2 separate regions of the Sus scrofa genome follow, and region 1 is linked to region 2. Evidence: chromatin contacts called from public HiChIP or PLAC-seq data. All regions are on one chromosome and are shown on one strand. Each heading gives the region's core, a stretch centred on a gene start, on an enhancer-like site or on the middle of the called end of the contact. The rest is flanking DNA. Distances are from core to core; before and after follow the strand shown.

What was found. HiChIP or PLAC-seq counts read pairs in DNA pulled down with a chosen protein or histone mark.
Region 1: a contact with region 2 is called in an H3K27ac HiChIP or PLAC-seq map of alveolar macrophages. The contact joins the promoter of WSB1 here to the promoter of EVI2A in region 2. A contact is called at or near these places in 1 of 47 Hi-C or Micro-C datasets (embryonic fibroblasts) and 1 of 2 datasets of contacts at active chromatin or transcription factors (alveolar macrophages).

The regions. Positions count from the first base shown.
Region 1 is chr12:43,883,779-43,887,256 of Sscrofa11.1, forward strand. WSB1 (WD repeat and SOCS box-containing protein 1) reads left to right here and starts at 1,337. Exons shown (of 9, transcript XM_021067462.1): 1 at 1,337-1,695. The coding sequence starts at 1,656.
Region 2 is chr12:43,541,142-43,544,408 of Sscrofa11.1, forward strand. EVI2A (protein EVI2A) reads left to right here and starts at 1,879. Exons shown (of 2, transcript XM_003131752.4): 1 at 1,879-2,272. All of the region lies in intron 37 of NF1 (neurofibromin), which reads right to left.

The sequences.
Region 1 (3,478 bases), core at 87-2,586, 340 kb after region 2:
AAACAATGCAGGCACTTAAAGAACTGGTATTTCCCATGACTTTGTAACAGTAGATACAGTACATGTGAAGAGAGGAAATAGCAGTTGGTTTAAAGAATCAACAGGGACTGATAGAAATGTTGCTATTGAAGATACTAGACTGCACTATTTTCTTTTGTTCTACTCTAGATATTTGACAACTAGCCTCAGTGTATGGCACAAAGTAAGCCATCAATAAATATGTTGACTGTATGTGACAAAAAAAAAAGGAGAGGGGGATGATTTCTTGTACCTGTTATTAAATATTTCACTATTGGAAGACTTATCCTTATGCAAAGAAAAAGATGAAGAAGTCATGCTGTAGGTGCTGTCATTTGAGATCTCTCGAAAGAGTCTGGCTAGGCACAACTCCTCTCCCATTGGTGTCTGTTGCATATTTGAAATTCCCAGCCTTAGACGTCTTCCTTTGGAACTAGGTTTAATGCCCACAGAAGAACCCATTAAAATGCAAAGATATCGTCTTTGAATGGAACCAACTTGGCTTTTGGCAGATACACACACATTTATCAGCACTGCAGTGTAAATAGCTAGCTGCCTCCCAGAGGCCTAGACCTTGGAAAGCAGCCTTGCAGAATGGGCCGCTTCTAAGCAGACACGGTGGGATCTGCCTCGGCTAGTGGTCAGGACACAGCCGACCGCCAGCCTCGCTGCAGCCTCCGGGCAGGCCGGCTGCAGGGATTAGCCAGGACGAAGGCAGCCCCAGGAGGCCTTGTGGTGGGGCAGGACACCATCCAGCCCAGGTCTCCCCCTTCCTCAAGCCGGGTCACTTCGGCCCTTCCAAAAATCTGCTAGCTCTCATAAGAACGCTCACGGCCGGACATGTGGTACAGAGCGATGTCATCTCATTGTTTTCAACAGTGCCACCCCCAGTTCCCTGCCATTTGAGGGCCGGGGAAGAGGCCAAATAGAATTGAAGTCTGGAATGCCTTTTTTTGTTCTTTTCAGTTCAGTCAGCTTAAATGCCACGCAATCTTTACACTGTGGGCTAACGTGTATTACACAATTCTCTATTTGCCTTTTTAAAGGCGCTTCAAGTTATAAACACCATGCTGGGCCCCCGGCCGAAAAAAGAGACGCAGTTAAAAGCAGTCAGTAGGCTCCAGCCCGGCGTTTGGGCCTGGACTGGGGTCGCACCCCTCCTCTACCGCCCCCGCCCTCTTCCGGCTCCCAGGTCCAGTCCCCAGGACAACGCCCTAGAGCACCCGGCGGGAGGGCGGGGCACCAAGCCTTGGCCGTCACGTCCCGAACGTCGGGAGGCGGGGCATAGCGCTTTTACGTCACCAGACCCCGCCCCGCATCCCTGATATTAACCGCGCCGACCGCCATTTTGTCTCCAGTGTCTCGTTTGCTGTCCGCGGCGTAGAGGGAAGTGTCTGACTCCGTGGGCGTGAGGCAGGGAGCAGGGGCTATTGTTTGTGTTTCACGCCGTAGTTTGGTCCGAGGCCTCCGGAGCTTTCCCGGGGCAGTCGGCAGAAGCCGCCGCGACCGCCCCGCCCCTCCCCTCCGTCCCTGGGACCGGGAGGGACCCAGACCGCGTCACGCCCCTCGGCGCTCAACCTTCCCTTCTCTGTCGTTGCGTCCGCATCGCTTCCCCGGAATCGGACGGTACCCCATAGATGGCCAGCTTTCCCCCGAGGGTCAACGAGAAAGAGATCGGTGAGGAATGGGACGATGGGCGAGGGGTGCCGGTGAGCCCGCGGGAGTTTAGGAGAGGCAGGGACTCTCCCGAGGAGGCTCTGAGTCTGAGGAAGTGGAGTGAGCCTGAGCCAAGCCTTAGAGCGCAGAGGGAAGAAGCGGCCCTGTGAGTGGGTGTCGTTGAGGGTAAATGGGTTCAGCCTTGATGCCGCGCCTACTGTGCGCCGGGCACGGCGGAAGGCAGTGCGCGGATCTTAGAGGCAAAGAGATTCTGGGCGCCGAGTGGAGGGCTGTAGTGATCATGTGGCCCGGGATGGATACACACTCGTGGGGATCCTAGCTGTCTCATCGGAGGTCTGCGCAGGGCTGTTCTGCAGGGATTCTCTTGGCTCGGGGGTTGGGGCCTGGAGTGGGCCGGAGCGGGCTGGGTAAGTCTTCGGGACGCTTACAAGTTTCCAGTGGGGAAAAGTACACTTGTGTGTTCTGAGCTGTTATGAAAGGATGGGTCTTCGTGTATACCAATCACTATAAGGGGAAGTGCAGCCGAAGAGCTGCCTTCAGCCTGGAAAAAGCAATATATATATATATTTTTTTTTTTTTTTTTTAATTGGTGTGGCGTTAAGAAAGGCAGCAGGCGGCTCAGGGGAGGAGTCTCAGTTATCTTTCGTGCACTTAAGAGTTGGGAGGAGCAGGGTGGTTGGGTGGAGTGACCGAAGAAAAGCTCATCTACGGAGGAGCAAACTCTTGAAAAGGCTGTCTAGAAACGCTTAGCGGCCAGCCCTGCCGAGCTGAAAACCGGCTGATAGATGTTGGCGGTCCTGTGTCAGGACGTACCCAGTGGCTCAGTGGAAAACACCTCACATTTTTTTAAGTCCTCTCACAAGGTGAAATAACTGGAACAACTTTGGGGGAAGTTGGGGGTGCTAATCATTGATTGATGTGTTACTAAACATTTAAACTTAGCAAGTCAAGTTATACACCTTATTTAAATATATGCAGTTTTTATTAAAATAGATTTAGCATCTCCCCACCCTTTCTCAAAGCCCAGCACTGAAATTACCGCTGTTAAATAAATGAAAATTGGAGGTAGCTACTGAGCTGAGAGCCTTTGCATTTCCTTATTCTTCAACTAAATGTATGCCTTTATTAAACACTGGCAGGAGGTATTTCCAGAGAAAGGGAGAAACAATAGCTAAAAGGCCCCCTATACTGTATGTTGGTAAATTCTTATATTTAGAGACAGCTATCTTAGAATTCTGGACTTTTGTCCTCTTAGGGATACAGTTGGATGGCAAGTTAGGAGGGGGCTTTAACCCTGGGTTGTTTTTTGTTTGGCTTTTTTGCTTTTTAGGGCCACACCTGCAGCATATGGAAGTTCCCAGGCTAGGAGTCAAACTGGAGCTACAGCTGCCAGCCTATGCCACAGCCATGCCAGATCCCAGCCTTGTCTGTGACCTACACCACAGCTCACAGCAGCAACAGATGCTTTAACCCACTAAGTGGAGCCAGGGTTTGAACCTGTATCCTCATGTTCATTTCTGCTGAGCCACAACAGGAACTCCCGACGCTGTTTTTTGGGGGTTTTTTTTGCTGTTCAGGGCTGCACCTGAAGCATATGGAGGTTCCCAGGCTAGGGGTCTAATCGGAGCTACAGCTGCCGGCCTCCAGGCCTCCACCACAGCAACGCAGGATCCGAGCCTGTCTGCGACCTACACTACAGCTTATGGCAATGCTGGATCCTTACCCACTGAGCGGGGCCAGGGATAGAGCCCGCAACCTCGTGGTTCCTAGTTGGATTCTTTTC
Region 2 (3,267 bases), core at 629-3,128:
GCCTGGACATTGTCACTCTTTTTTTTTTTTTTTGTCTTTTGTCTTTTTTTTTGTCTGTTGTTGTTGTTGTTGCTGTTGTTGCTATTTCTTGGGCCACTCCCGCGGCATATGGAGGTTCCCAGGCTAGGGGTTGAATCGGAGCTGTAGCCACCGGCCTACGCCAGAGCCACAGCAACGCGGGATCCGAGCCGCGTCTGCGACCTACACCACAGCTCACGGCAACGCCGGATCGTTAACCCACTGAGCAAGGGCAGGGACCGAACCCGCAACCTCATGGTTCCTAGTCGGATTCGTTAACCACTGCGCCACGACGGGAACTCCCACTCTTTTTTAAATAACCTCCTCATCTGATATTTATGTGCACAAACATTTCTGAATCATTGCTCTAGGTGTTAGGGAGTTATTCAACCACATTTTTTTTTGAAAGAAAGGGATGATATGACCACAGGAAGTGATATGTACAAGCTATAGGAAGGAGTCAGGGCTAGTACAAAAAGATACTGTAGAAGTCTAGGTATGGTCTAATAAAGATCCAAAATGTGAAAGTAAGTGACAGGGAAAGAAGAAACTGATTCAAGATTATGAAGAAAAGACCAACATGATCCAAGGTCTGATCAGGGCTGAAAGAAAGGACTTGGATTAAAAGGACTTGCTGGGTGCCAAGGCTCTGACATTACAAAGAACAGTGCTATCATGAACAAAGACAGAGATCACAAGAGGCAGCCACCCCGGGGGGAAAATAAAGTCCATTTTAGAGACACTGAGTATGAGGTGGTGACAGGATATTTGAGGGGAGTGCGAGTGCGTGTGCGTGTGTGTGTACACACTAGACCACACAAAAGCATTTTCTGCCCCATATAATCCAGTTTACTAAATATTCTCCCAAATTACTGCTACAGCTCCAGGCTTTGAGATGTCTCATATGTGAAACCAAGCACCGCACTGTGGGGCTCCTGGGCACAAAAGCCTTTCTGTGTGCCCCATTTCTTGTTCTTAGGAAATGGGCTTCATTCAGCCACCATAACCCTCCCTGAGTTCCAAGGGACAGGTTCAGACAGTTGCTGATGAGGGAAGGGAGGTGACGCACAGACAAGGGAGGAATGGTCAAGGAGCAATAGTACAGCCTTGGAACAGGATCCTGGTCCCTCTCAAGGAAGACACATGATAATATAGGCATCTTTTACATCTAAGAGAAAAGTCATATTCCTTATGCTTCTTTTAGAAAAGAATACTTTAATACTGAACATCTTAGAGTTCTTCCTTGTCCTTCTCCTGGGCTTAATTGCAACCTAAACACAGTCACCCATAAGCTAAAGATTAGGCACCCTGAGCACAACTGACTGTGAGTTAAAGATTATTAGCACATGATGTTTTTCATGAACTTTCCAGGTTTATTCTAATCTCTGATCAATATGCCTTTTCCCAAGTACTGTTACTCTGGGCAATAACCCAGAAGACCACCATCATGATCACCCCGAGATCTCCTGACTCCAGCCTTGATGACTAAGATTCCCCCAAAGAAAGAAGAAGGCATGTTTGTCCCAATCCTGATTCCTACGTGAAAACATGTTTCTCTCCTTTTTACTATAAAACTCCTCATGATTCTTTCTAATGGGGGGCACAATCTTTAGGGCATTAGCCTGCTGTGACCCTCCTTTGCCTGGCAAAGCAATAAAGCTATTTCTTTCTCCTTTACCCAAAACTCTGTCTCTGCATTTCAATTAGGTGCTGGCAGACAAGCGGCCAAATTCCAGCAACAGATCCATCACCTGACCAATACCCCAGGTATTGGTATCACCTGACCCCCAGGTCTCCACACTCGTATTATCAAATCAGTTTGTGGTATACAAACAAAATTTTTAGAGAAGAGTTTAATTCTCAATCTCAGGGAAAATGCCATTTCACCTTCTTCTGAATGATATACTAATAAAAATATACAATAAAAATAAGGTCAAAGGCATTAAGCAGAACCCCCTCCCCTCCCTGGAGGCGGGGATTTGTTCTACAAAGCCTTCTGTCATGCCAGTGGCCAACTAGAGTTTTTTTTTTCCCCTGTGACATGGGCTTTAGTTGCAGTGGAAAGGAAATGTGTCATCTGTGGTTAGTGGAAAGCTAGTTGTACATATCCTTTTTTACTGAAGATTTACTTTTAGGTTCATATTCTACAAGTCTATTCTGCTTTGAATTACTTGGAAACTGTGCTTCAAGACAAGAAAAGAAGTGGCTTATTAAAATCAGTTAATAATAAGATTGTGACCAAGCATTTTGTAAGGTAGGTCATATATATACGGCTTTTCTTATGCCTTTTCATTTATAACTTTGTACGGATTAGCGTTTGAGGAAGTGGTTTTAAACAGTACTTAAGAATCTAAATAACAAAGCAGAATTAGAAATGGAAAACATATGCTGCTTTTTCTGTCTTATTAAGTAAAATTTAAGAAACGGATTTACCATCTATACAGATTTAAATTAGGATTAAGAAGGATCTGAGTTTAGACTTCACAGTGAATTGTAAAGTTTTACTTGTTTTAAAAAGTTTAAAAATTTCTCATTACTAATGCTTAGTAATTTTATTGAAAATGACCAGAGATAAAGAAAACTTTTGATAACATCACCTGGCCTCCATGGCATAAATTAGGGTTGTAGAGACAGCCCTCTATTCTTAGGCATTTGTAAGAGTAAGAGAAAGTCTCATTTTGTTAACAGTTTGTTTATTTGGGGATGACAGTACATCTGGCTGAAAACAATCAACAGCGGGCCTATTATCTGTCCAGTGGTAAGCGCTGTTAAAATGTGTACAAATACTATGATGCATATTACATTGTTAATGAACTAATGTGACGATGATAACCCCCACTTTAAAGTCTTTTCGTATCTAATGCAGAAGTCTAGCCTAGTGTAAAAGGATGGAAATTACTTGCTAACCCAATTTAAAGAATCTCTCTTTGTGAAAGAATCAAAGTATCCAAAGATTTACGTCATTCAACTTAAAAACTGAAGCCGAACACTATTACATAGAAGTCAGTGCACAATAACTTTAATTGTCTACTAAAAATCATAATCCAAAAGGTACTCCCAGAACACATAAAAATTTTTCTCTATCAATAGGAAACATTACTTCAGAGAGGAGTTTCCAGTTATTGTTTATATGTTATTTTGTCTGTAAAACAACATAACACATTTATTATTCTCAATTTCTATATATCAATCGTATACAAATATTATCCAAAGCAAATATAAAAACAATTTCTTATAAAACCTTGAAAC